Linked DNA regions of Mus musculus: all the other regions are linked to region 2. A link is a contact called in public Hi-C data. All regions are on one chromosome and are shown on one strand. Each heading gives the region's core, a stretch centred on a gene start, on an enhancer-like site or on the middle of the called end of the contact. The rest is flanking DNA. Distances are from core to core; before and after follow the strand shown.

Region 1 (4,147 bases), core at 927-3,426, 210 kb before region 2:
TAGCAGCCTTGTTTTGAGATCTTAAGCAACCCGTCTCATCCCTGTCAGGAGGGCCTTGATTTCTTCATCTCTCAAATGTGGAAGTTGGACCAGATGGCCTGTGAGGGCTTATTTTGAACAGATATCATCGAATGCTCAATGATTCTAAATGCTAGTATATCTGTTTTAAGGATGTGCCATTTATGTAGAGAAGGGAGGGGAGTCATATTCATGTACAGACATGTGACTCAGAAGCCTGGTCCTCTTCGTAAACGCTGCCAGTGCCCAGCCTCTTAGGATTGCATCTGTCACTACACTGAGTTTTGTCTTAATAGACCCTTCACTGTGAAAGCCACTTTCAAGGACCCAGAGCTGTCTGTCCTGAAACCTGTTTTCCCAGCTGGTATCCCGGGCTTCTGTCTCTGTTCCTGTCAATGTGTCACTAGAAGCCAGAGTCACACACCAGGCGGGTTCCAGTAGAGCCTGTCACCTAAGTAATAAGTATATCCACTTCACCACTATACCCTAGACACACAGTCCATTTCAACTTAGGCACACCCCAGCAATGGACCTGCACCTCCACGTGTCCCACATTGCTACAAGCTGGCCTTGAACCCTTCCTTGCTCTCAGGATACGAGTGTGCATGTTCTCTGCGGATCCTCCCTTCCTCCTCAGGGCTGATCAGGCCCAGCAGCATCTCCATAGCTTGCCGTAGTCCAATCTTGAGCATTCCTCACTTGGTTATAACATGATGGTCTAGCCTGTGGTCCTTCCAGCAGTAACTCTCCAAGGGTGGTCCTCTGAACCAGCATCACACGTGTCCTTTGGGAGATAACTAAAAATGTAGAATCCCAGTCTTGGCCCAGCACTACATCTGTGGGTCTAAGCCCCCCTGGACCATTCAGACACCGGTTTATTATTACAAAACTTCCGTATACATATTCTTGGGAGGTCAAGGGTCCCAGTTAGAGGATACTCTTGGGTAGCAAGCATTATTGTCTTCTCCTGGTCCCAGTTCAAGCTTCTGGGAAGGAATGTTCAAATCAGGGGTGCTTGGTGGCCTAGCAAGGTGGAGGAAGATTCCATGAAGGATCTGAGTAGCCTTGCCTTGTGAACTGGACCTCACAGCCACAGAGAACCTTAGCAGTGGGAAGGGGGATGCCATACAAAGCCTAGGCTAAAGGGCAGATCATAGGAAAGGCGACCATCCAGGCTCAGAGGTCAGCAAAACAAGGTTTTCTATCCCCACTATCTCAGAAAAGCTTCCACTGACAAACTGAGAGGAGGCATGTGCCAATCTGGAAACCGAGTTAGATGTCACTGCTGCCTAACTACCATCTGGGGAGCGGAGACACCCAAAGGCTCCCTTTACCTTCCCCTAATGCAGAGATTCACTGTTCTTCCCTAGATCTTGCACCTCAGAACTTTCCCGGTAAATCTGGGGCATGGGGGAGATGCCAGATGGGCAGGAAGAAGCCATGCTTTATATTTAGAAAAATATAATATATAATATATATAGAAAAAGAAGAATGGTACAAAGGTATAAATAAGTCCACAGTGGCTCTCTTCTCCATCACATGCCTTTAACTACCTGTCTCAGGTGAGCCTTCCCACTCCAAACACTCCTCTCCCATCTTTCCACACAACTCCTCACCCCACCCCACCCCCACCCATCGTTTACTCTCTGCCCATACCTCCTCTTTCTGCTCTTGTCTTGGGCACATATGCCCTCTTGGCACAGGGTCCACAGAACTTCCAGACTCACCAAGTACTATCCAATCTCACAGGGTCTTCAGAATCTCCTCTCTGCACTATGAAAGGCATTTTCACAACAGACAGAGAGGGTAGGTCAAGCATACTTCTGCAGGAGTGGTTCTTACCATGAGTGCTCAGCTGGTCCTTAAGGGCAGTTGCTATGGAAGAGATGCCAGGGCTGGTCTGAAGCCCCAGGCTCAGGACTGGGCTCCAGGCAACTTGTTCTGCATGGCACCTTCTGAGGAAAGTGTGGCTGAAGCAAGCAGCTGCCCCGGGGCCAGTGCGCTGAGCACCCTGGGGGATGTTCCTGTGGCTTTTCTCATCACTGACATCTCTGTTCTTTCACAAAGAACCCACTACATTGCACAGTTCCTCCCAAATCTGCTCCCGTGCCTGTTGGGAAATCAACAGCCCATGCAGGCCTTTCCAGATACAATTTCTAGAGGACTTCCCCTCCCACCCCCTTTCTCAGCCTAAAAAAAAATTGGCTTAGGTCAGAGCATACAATAGCCAAGCCTGTGTCACTGACCAGATGACTCCCACCCCAAGGCCTATGAACAAGGGCACCTTTGTCTACTGCATTTTAGACAGGACTCCCTGGGCCTGCCTTATCCCTGCTGGGAGAAGTTTCAGCCAACTTCTTCCCAAACCTAAGTCAGGGCTCTGGCTTGGGCCTGGCTCCAGCTGTGTGAATCCAAGGTCTGATAAAAGCCAGTATGAAAAGAGTGGAGAATTTCCAGAAAGAACGATTGTGTGAAACTAATCTCTGGCCTTGGCTTTCAATCTATGCTCACTATCTATCACCAAAGGCTGTAAGTAAAGACAGGGCTGGACCCAAGAGCAATGCTGTATCTACTACCAGTTATATAGGTTAGGTAGGGGCCTGGATCCCCAGTGAATCTGATGTCCTGTTTAAAAGCTTTCTGGAAGCTGGGGAGTCAGTTCTGTGGGGAGAATGTTTGTTGAGCTAGCATGAGAACCTAAATTCAGATCCCCAGAACACAAGAAAACCAGATATCCACAGTAGAATATGTCCATAACCACAGAGGTTTTAGGTAAGACAGAAGATAGGCAGGAAATCTGGAAGCTCCTGGAAGCTCGTGGGCCAGGTAGCCTGAGGTGTGGAAGGACAAACAAGAGATATCATCTCAAAGGAGGTGAAAGGCAAAGATTCGCAGCTGAGATAGGCATGCCATGACACACAGATGGCTGTGTTCACACATGCACACACACACATATGTGCACATACAGATGTACACACAGATAGACAAATAAACAAACAGAGGCCTTCTGGAGCCATTAAAGTTTTAGCACTCAGATTGTATATTTCTGTTTACTTTCTGTTACAAACTCTGGGATTTTAGCAACTGATTGCTTTTTGTGTGTGTGCTAGGACTCGAACTCAGGGCCTTCTGTATGCTAGATGAGCATTCTACCAAGAGGCTGCAGTCCCTGACTGGTTCTTTATATAGGATTATGTAAATCAGGTTACCACCCAGCAATGGAGTCAGTCCAGGGTCTCAGTGGTGCTGCTGTTACACTGCTCTGAGGTCTCAGACAAGGCAGGCAGGCTTCAGGTTTTTCCCAGAGGTTAAGTAGAGACACTTGAGTATCTTTCTAAATGGATGCGAAGGGAAAAATAAAACAGCACTTGGTGCAGTGAGGACACTGCGCACACTCGGTAAGAGCTGCTGCCGTGTTTTTATTCTCACAGTGGCTCAAAGTGTGGGAGACAGGCAGCTGTCCCCGAGCACAAGACAAAGTCTACATTTGATAACAAAAAGCAAATAAGCCGAGTGAAAAATCAGCACAGGTCATCCTTCCAAAGTTATAACATGGCCTGTAAGGAGACAAAAAGATGCTCAACATCATGGAAATATTAGGGAAATGCAAACCAAAACTACAGGAGTTATCACCTGCATCACTTGGGTTCTGGATACACACCCCAAAGAGTTGAAAGCAATGTTTTGAAGAGATATTTATACATTCTTATTCGTGACAAAAATAATCCAAGTGTCCCTTAATGGATAAATGTATAAACAACAACAAAATGTTGTTTAGGTCCTGGGGAGATGGTTTAGTGGTCAGTGTACCTGTTGTGCGATCATGTGGACCTGAGTTTGGGTTCCCAGCACTCATACGAAAAGCCAGGCATGGTCACGTATGTCTGTAACCTTAGTACTAGCGGGATGGGGGCATGAGGCAGAGGCAGGCAGAACCCCAAAGCCTGCTGGTTAGTCAGTCTAGCCAATCAGAGAGCTCTAGGTATAAGAGCCCATATCTCAAAAAATGTAAGGTAGAAAACAATTGAAGTAGACACTTATCATTGGCCTCTGGTCTACACACATGCACACATGCACCCCCCCACACACACACACAAACTTGAACACACACATACACAAGTTATGTAAC
Region 2 (4,243 bases), core at 462-2,961:
GGGTGGGATGTGGATATTTCCATATTACTGATCTTTGGAACCCCAAAGGGTAGAAAAAGGGAACCACCACAGGGCTGGACAGTAATATCTACTGCATAACTTGTGCATCTGCCATGCAGGGCTTTCTTGTTCCCTCTACCTTCTTGAAGGTTCCATCCTGATTCACCTCATCCAGACTCCCCATTATTGACACTGCCAATCTGAGCTTCCCTGTGTTTATTCACCCTTAGACACCCTGTAGAACTCAGGGACTGGGGGACAGAATCGAACAGTGAGAGGGTACCTTCCTTTGCAGAAGATCACGATGAAATAGCTGTTATGACCTTGTTGCTCTTTGTGACGGTCTCAATGACACCTAACCTCTTCTTAGCCCCCCAGCACTTCCTATGGCCAGTTCTCCCCCAAAGGTGGCCTTGATCCAAAGCCTTGTTTCCAGAGGTTATGTGGACGTGCCTCCTGACAGTGGGCTGAGGGATTGAGTCATAAATAGGTTCTTCTATCAAATTAGAGAGTCATTTGCTGAGGCCTGAGGACAGAACCCCTCAGGCAGCTAACTTACAAAAGCTATTCACACCCTGCAAAGGAATAAAAATTCATGTACAGTAGAAACCCCATCTTACTCTCCACACCGTGGGCTTTCCTGACAAAGCCCTATGTTCTCACATGATGAAGACTAGCATGTACATATTAACATGGACTCTTTGTTTAGTACCTGTGAGTATAAGCATTCACGTGGTCATATTGATGTCACTTGTGCGTTTGCCCTTTAAAATATGCACAATCCTAGGGCAGCATGGTGGCTGCAAACCCAGGCATGCATGCGCAAACATACACACACACACACACACACACACACACACACACACACAGAGAGAGAGAGAGAGAGAGAGAGAGAGAGAGAGAGAGAGAGAGAGAGAGAGAAACTTTGATATTGACAGATTCTTTTAAACAGTCTGTGCCACATCTGTCAAATAAGGATAAAGTAAGAGCCTCCAGTGCCAGGCTATAGTGAGCAATGAGATGATCCACGGAAAGCTCTTGAAAGCGCACTGAGGATGTAATATGCACCCAGTTAACTCTGTGGCTGTAACTATTATGCTTATTACCATATCAGACTCAGGCAGACCTTTGTTACCGAGCATCTTAAGTTTTAGCTATTTAATTATAACAATGCTGTTATGTACACCCATCCTATCTGGTCTCTCCTGTATGTGCACAGCCCCCTTTATGCTGGATACAAGGTGGTAAGCCTGTCGGCTCTTGACACAGTTGGCAATTTTGTGGTGAGAAATGCATGAATCTAACGGAGCAAGGGTTTCTACAGGACGCAGTGTGAGGATGGAAGAAACTGAGGCAGGTTATGTCTTTGAGAGGAAGGCACTAATTGGTCTTGTTTACTTAACCGTTTGTTTCCCAGTACCAAGAATAGCTCCTGGCAGGACACAGGACCTCAGTTAATTCATTGTTAATCAAATGAGTTGGCTGACATATCTCCAGAAAGAGCAATCCTCCTGCCCAAGCCAGCAGCTGGCTGTGGGTGGCCCTGGGTTCAGATGGAAGCCATGTCCTGATTTTTTTGTGGGTCCAGATGTTTTGTCTAGCCCCACCCACATCTGTCCTTCCTGACTCATGGGACAGGAAGTTCCTGACTATGGGACACTGACTCTGAGCAAGAGTCTCTCCCTCCTGCTGTCGGCAGCCAGCGGCACTGAGCTCAACTGGAGACATCAGCTGAGGAAGAAATGATGAGATGTTAGGAGAGGCCGGAGTCTAGTACAAGCTGTGAAAGATGAGAGTTGTCTGCTGGCCCTGAGCGCTGGCTGATTCAACAGTGAGCAAGGAGAGAGACATGTCCCACATTGTCAGAGTCTTATGGAGTGGCACTGTCATTCCCCGGGAAAGAGACTAATGAGGGTGAGTGGGAAAGAAAGGGAAGTGGCCGCTGGCATTTGTGAGGTTACAGACACTGTGTCACTTTGCCCTTCCAGTGACCCATAGGAAAGGCAGAGTCGGTCCAACTTTAAGAAGCGCAGATTCATTCATTCAGCATGGTCTCCAGCCACAAAAGGAACATCTGCTGCTTTTGTCCTGCTGTTTCTTTGGAAATAGGAACCTGACCCAGTGGGAGGCTAGGAACCACCCTCCTCACTCTCAGTTTATGGAGCTTGGGAGGAGCTGATGACACTCACACTTCCAGGACCTGTGACCCAGACCTGACCAGCCAGACTCCGCATCCTCCAACCACCTCCTGCCCATGAACGTGGGACCATGTTCAGCAGCAACTGAAGCAAAGCAGTTCTGTTGTTTTTGTTTTCCCCTTTCCTGCAAGTGCCTGTATGCAACCATCGGATTTTAAAATGTCAGTTATAAGTTCATTCATTTTGGAACCATTTGGTCGCAGCTTTTATTTATTTATTTTCGGCGGTGCACTTGACTTAGGGCTTGGGAGGTGGCTCAGCAGGTCTCAGAGGCACTGCCTAAAAGACTGACGACCTGAGTTTAATCCCCAGAACCCACATAATGGAAGAGAGAACTGACTGCCAGAAGTGTTCCCGTAATTCCCAAAGGTTCACTATGGCACATGAATGCCTACACACGTGCACATATAGGCGTGTGCACACACATAAATGTAATAAAAATTTTAGAAATACAGTTGGTTTAAAGAGGGAAGGAGAGAGGGGAGGGGAAGGAGAGGGGAGAGAGAGAGATTGAGAGAGAGAGAGAGAGAGAGAGAGAGAATATGAATCATCTGAATGCCTACATCTGAACATGATGTTTTGGAGAAGGCAGGCAGCCTGAAGATTGACTGCTCTTGGAATTTCGTTTAGGTGAGCTAGTAAATTTCTTTTTCACCTAGATATTTGGAGCTGACCTTCTGAAACAGCGGACTCAGTCCTCAGGCCTGGAGCAGAACAGCACAGAGGGGATTTCACAGCAGCCTTCTTCCATGTCCTTTCTGTCCTCTCTCCAACCTTGCCCCGAGGAAGACAGAAGAAATCGCTCCTCTCACAGGTTTTCAATGAGCTACCTTGCTTAAGCTGACATAGGCTAGGGGGTTAGGCTGGGGGTTGGCTCTCCGTATTCCAGCATCTCTCACAGACAGGAATGTAGGTTCCTTTTGCCTGTATTTCATTGTTTCCTGTCAGCGACATGCTGCTAATGGGCTTACAAGCCTCTACCTGTACTTTGTAGTGTTTGCCAACTTTCATGGTGTGATATTCTCACCATGGCCAATTAATTTCAGGGAAGCGATGTCACGTGACCAAGTGGGGAGATGAAAAAGCACATCATTAGATAGTTTTTCCACCACACAGATTTCATGATGGTAGATAATCTCAAGAGATTTGAGGCAATAAAACGTCATAGGTCATTAAGAAGGGTTGGCCTTGAATATCTTGCTTTTGTTTTAATGCAAGTCATTTAACTCTAAGTTTCTATGACCTGAGATTTTTACTAATGCCTGAGTTCAATGGCTGGCTCACAGAATCCTTGCATTTTATAATTGGCGCTGCAAACTGGTTCTCGCTCACCACTGACATCACTCTGATGGGACGAATGGCCTCTTTGTAGGTTTGACAGTTTTTAGTAAGGATTGAGGACAGGATGAAATATGTAAGGAAACAGAATGCATTGTTACCTGCCTGCATAGGACTGTGGTATACTGATATCTGGGAAGCAGCAAGAACTCTTCCTGGCTCAGGCACCTCAATCAAAAAATCTATCGGCCCATAATGTACATGTGTAGAATAGGAAAGATCTTGCATTAGCCATTTTCCATAGGAAGCAAATAGCACATCTAAGTTAGTGCACTAGGGAGAATGTTTGAGGAAGAGACTTTATACAAAGGTGTAGCCCAAACGTAGGACACCACAGGCCCAGCAGGGCTTTATTTGACAAGTTCAGGTTGCCATTAATGTATCGGTGCTCTCAGGAAGTGAGAAGAACCTACCAGAACTTGGAGACAAGAGAAGACTGGGACACCTGATAGGCGATGAGTGCTTTGGCTGTAACAAAGAATGCTGGGGATAAATTGGACGCAATCTCCTCTTTCCCTCTGCTCTCCAATCCTGCCTCCCTGCTGTCAGGACCCAACCAAAGCCAAACTACAGTGGAGCACATCATTGTCAACCTCCTGGGTGCTCTGAACAGGGTGGGGAGGGATAGCAATGGTATAGCCCTGCAGAGTCAACAGCTAGCTAATCTTTTTCTCTTGGGTCTGAGAAAAGTTAAAGAGAACTTACCT
Region 3 (4,205 bases), core at 1,275-3,774, 140 kb before region 2:
ACAAAGTCTCTCTCTGTAGCCCAGGCTGGCTCAAACCTATGATTTTCCTGCCTTGATCTCCTAAGGATTACAGATGTGTGTCACCACACACCTAGTTTGATATAAATATGCTTAAAGAATATTGATAAGGAAATGGAGAGGTAGATGGCTCAGCAGTCAAGAGCACTGGCTGCTTTTCCAGAAGACCTGGGTTCAGTTCCCAGTATCTATGGGATACACAGTAGTCTGTAACTTCCATTACAAGGGCTCAGACGCCCTCTTCTGGCATCTGTGAGTACTGCACACACAAGGTACAGATAAATGTCTAGGCAAAAAATAAGCAAATCTTTTAAAAATAAACATTTAAAATGAATGTTAAGTTGAAAAGCATGTTGCACAGTGGTGTGTATATTAAGAGAGGGAGAAAGCAGAAGACTGAAAAGGGGGGAGGTGAACTGCGAGGCAGTGGAGGAGTGGGGAGGCCTGGGCGGTACTGGGAATGAGGACAGGGAGTAAGGAGGCCAACTGAGCGGGGAGCCCATGAAGGCGTTTGACTAAGTCCCATGGCCTCCCCCTGGATTAGCCTTAAAGAACTGTGAAAACATCCGGAAAATATTTAGCTAGTAAATCTCTCAGCAGCCCCTCCACCCTGTTTTGTTTATTAACACTTTCCTTCACTCTCAGCCCTCACACGCCCAGTCCTGTCACAGGCTCAGGAACCCACAGAACTAGAGACAACCAGATAGGGTCGTACTGGATGAGCTCAGTCTGTGGTGGGTGCAGCGCCCATCAGGGCCAACCTCTCCTCTCATCTCAGAGCAGCCTCTGAATATGCAGGGTCTGGATGGCGGTGCTGTTCCAATTGCTTAAACATCTCATAGCCATCATGGAAAGACCCAGGGTCTCAGGAAAAAGCAAGAGTTAAAGGGCCTTTTGGGAGGAAGAGGAGAAGCCACTCTGCAGATTGTGTGGTAGGGCGAGTCTTTCCTCCAACGGCTCCCTTCTTCAGGAACTCCTTGGAGATCTCAGAGTGGACACACTTGAATATTGCATGACTGGAGGAGTATGTGAGGGAGAGTACTCACATGTGCACAAGTGTTGGGTACACACACACACACACACACACACACACACACACACACATACACACTGAATATCTCATGTTGCTGAGAAATCTCCAAAATTCAGGGAAGCAACTGCCCTGTTTGGGAGTTGAGCCAATCCCAATGTGATGAGAAAAGGAATATACCGTAAAACTAACAGGCTATGATTCTAGTTTCCACAAATAGCAGGACAGCCACACAATAGGTTATGAGTTCAAATCCCAGCTCTGGTACTTGAGCTATATGACCTTCTATAGTCTATTTCCTCACTTGGAGAATCCTGTATAGTTGCAGGGAGACAGTGCTAGGAAATTGGAACCTATAACCCCAGGAGTGAGTGCAGATTACGTAATAGATTTTCCACTAATTTTTTATGTGCTTAGGATTTAATTTTTAATCTATTAAGACTAAAACCTAAAGGCTGGACAGATGCAGCCCTCTGGAGCAAGTGTGTTGATTTGAACTGACTGGCTACATTTCAAAACTGGGAAATTTCAAGATTCCAGTCTGGCACACGTTTTTGAAAACTGTCTAGCACTGTTTGGAATGATACCCAGTTCCTGGGGTCTTAGGTGCCTGCTAGGCCCTGGCACTTGCCCCTTTAACCCACTCAAGATGATTTAACTTTCTGGGGTGGTCAGCATCAGCTTTGCTCTAAACGATAAAGATAATAAGAGAGTGATTTGGGGAACCCTAAAGGAGACTCACCGGTAACCCCATCAGCCCCTCTTCAAATGCCCACCAACTTGTCTTGGAGTCCCTTGATTTCCAGGCACTACTGTGCCTCTCTCTTACATACAGCCTGCTGCATGAACCTGAGTCCAACATAGACAAGCAGGCATGGCTGCAGCTATGCTGGCCAGTATCAGAACCATGTGCTTTTTGGACTGGTCTCACAGGCTGAGCGATTCCACAGAAGGCTCAGTTTTTCTCTGCCCTGATGGATGTCAGCATTCAAATCCCACCCAGCAACCCTGAAGGATTCTAGGTGTGCACTCCCCAAGGGACACACTCTGGGCACAGGGTGGAAATGCACGAATGCCCTTTGAGAACTTTGATCTTGTTGACATGAACTTGAACCAGGTTAATAAGGGTTAGTGTGGGTTTTCTCTGGATTCTAGGGTAACGATGAGAAAGCAGAGGTACTAGGTTTCCTTCCAAGAAGCAAACTGAAGGAGGTCTAGCCCTTGAATTCTCAAGCCTGGGCCAGTTCCCAGCAGGCTGTGTGTAACACGCTGTTACCTCTTAACCTCTTCCCCCTTCCCCCCTCCCACCCCTTCAGCTCCTCCCTGCAGATGCTGATTCAACAGTAGAACCCTCACAGAGATCTGAGCAAATTCCATGACCACCTCTTGGGCCACATAAGTTCTCTGCAGAGTACAGGCAAACACTGAGTCAGACATGTAAACATCTGGGGCTTAACTAAATCTTCTGCTCTCTGGGTCAGTTGGGTGGACTCTGAACTGGACCAGTGAAAGATTCAGGTCCAGTTTCCAGGGAACCTGGCCAGGTCTGGGACTCAGGTCCTTGACCCAGTCTTGGACCAGGCTGAGTCATAGAAGAAGCCAAGGCGGTTGGTGCAGCCTCACAGCCCACACCAACAGTCCCCGGGGCTGCTCCACACCCAGCCCACACGTGGGAGGCACAGGCCAAGATGCTTCAGGACTCCATTCTGTGGTGGAGGAAACAGTTCCCTAATCCCTTCCTAAATCAAGTCCTTGCCCAGAGTCCAGAGGCCACTGCTTGCTCTGCTGGGATGTTCCTGTGCTGACCTCCTGCTGTGGGAAGTCCTGAGTCAAGGGGGTAGGAGGACAGGGAAGAGGTAGCCAGGGGACACACAATTCCTTGCATGTCCCGTCCCAGGGCCAGAGCACCCAGACTTGATTATCTCAGCTTTGATTTTTCATCCCACACCCCATGGAATTCCAGAGCCAGCTGAAGCCAAAGGCCTCCCCCTTCCCCTTCACTGAGCCAGAAAGCAAAACATGGTGTCTCCCTGCTTATATTTAATTTACAACACTTGTTCTTTGCCTGCATGCAGGGTTAATAAAAAAATGTGAAGGCCTTTTTCTAAAAATCCCAAGCAGAGTGATATTGTAAACGGAAATGATGCTTGATTGATTCCTCCCTGCAGGTCAGCAGCTTTATCTGTCATCCTTTGATTTAAAAATACACAGGCACGGAAGTGTTAGCTTTAAAGCAGAGACCATTCATTAGGGAAAGGATAGTGTCACCAGCAAAGGATGCTGGGACAATAGGTATCTGCATGCAAAACAATGGAGCTAGACCCATTCCTCACACCATTAGGCTCAAAACCCTAAGTGGCAGAGCTAAAACTATAAAATTCTCTAAAGGGGCTAGAAAAATGGCCCAAATGTTAGCAGCACTTGCTGCTCTCTAAGTCCAGCCCCGGAGGACCCAATGCCCTCTACTGGTTTCTGCAGGCAATAGCATTCAGATGTACACAGACAGACAGGCAGACAGACAGGCAGACTGAGAGGCAGGCAGGCACGCAAGCGCGCGCGCGCACACACACACACACACACACACACACACTCACAAGCAGGCACACGTGCCTGCATGCCCTAGAAGAAAATGCAGGCAAAAGTCTTTATGACCAGGATTAAGCAATAGTTTCTCAGGACAACAGAAGTAGAATGGAACAAAGCCAATCAACTTTCACCTAACTTAATAACCTTTATGCTCTAAAGGACAAAAGGGAAAAGAAAAGTTTCATAGAGCATATATCTGACAAAAGTATCTTCTTAAAAAAAAAAAGATTTATTGTGGGGCTGGTGAGATGGCTCAGTGGGTAAGAGCACTGACTGCTCTTCCGAAGGTCTTGAGTTCAATTCCCAGCAACCACATGGTGGCTCACAGTCATCTGTAATGGACATCTGATGCCCTCTTCTGGTGTGTCTGAAAACAGTGACAGTATACTCACATACATGAAATAAATAAATAAATCTTTTAAAGATTTATTTTATTTTTATATGTATGGGTGCTTTACCTGCATGTATGTCTGTGTACTCTGTTTGTGCTTGGTACCTATGGAGGTCAGAGAGAGTGTCAGATCTCCTAGAAGTGACATTACAGACAGTGGAGACCCACCCTGTGGGTGCT

The links. Hi-C and Micro-C count contacts between places; a contact is called where the count stands out from the background.
Region 1: a Hi-C map of uterus shows a contact between it and region 2, with 2.4 times the contacts expected there. The contact joins the promoter of Gas7 here to the enhancer-like site in region 2. A contact is called at or near these places in 7 of 39 promoter capture datasets (the 3T3-L1 cell line, the SN4741 cell line, cranial neural crest and 3 more), 7 of 484 Hi-C or Micro-C datasets (3T3-L1-derived adipocytes, cerebral cortex, cortical neurons and 3 more) and 1 of 9 other capture datasets (adipose tissue).
Region 3: a contact with region 2 is called in a Hi-C map of uterus, with 2.8 times the contacts expected there. The contact joins two enhancer-like sites. A contact is called at or near these places in 8 of 484 Hi-C or Micro-C datasets (the STO cell line, bone marrow-derived macrophages, embryonic fibroblasts and 3 more) and 1 of 115 datasets of contacts at active chromatin or transcription factors (bone marrow-derived dendritic cells).

What each region holds. Positions count from the first base shown.
Region 1 is chr11:67,584,529-67,588,675 of GRCm38.p6, reverse strand. It overlaps Gas7 (growth arrest specific 7), which reads right to left and starts at 2,176. Exons shown (of 14, transcript NM_001109657.3): 1 at 1,861-2,176. The coding sequence starts at 1,863.
Region 2 is chr11:67,377,724-67,381,966 of GRCm38.p6, reverse strand. No RefSeq gene overlaps it. Among named protein-coding and RNA genes, the nearest start is that of Gm40029, 29 kb to the right of the region's middle. Within about 2 kb of position 1,711, at least 54 of the 459 cell types and tissues checked have an H3K27ac peak or open chromatin away from gene starts, as enhancers often do. A contact at or near this core is called in the SN4741 cell line, trophoblast stem cells and uterus, where this site is marked.
Region 3 is chr11:67,513,995-67,518,199 of GRCm38.p6, reverse strand. It overlaps a transcript of Gas7 not described here. Among named protein-coding and RNA genes, the nearest start is that of Gas7, 70 kb to the left of the region's middle. Within about 2 kb of position 2,524, at least 80 of the 459 cell types and tissues checked have an H3K27ac peak or open chromatin away from gene starts, as enhancers often do. A contact at or near this core is called in uterus, where this site is marked.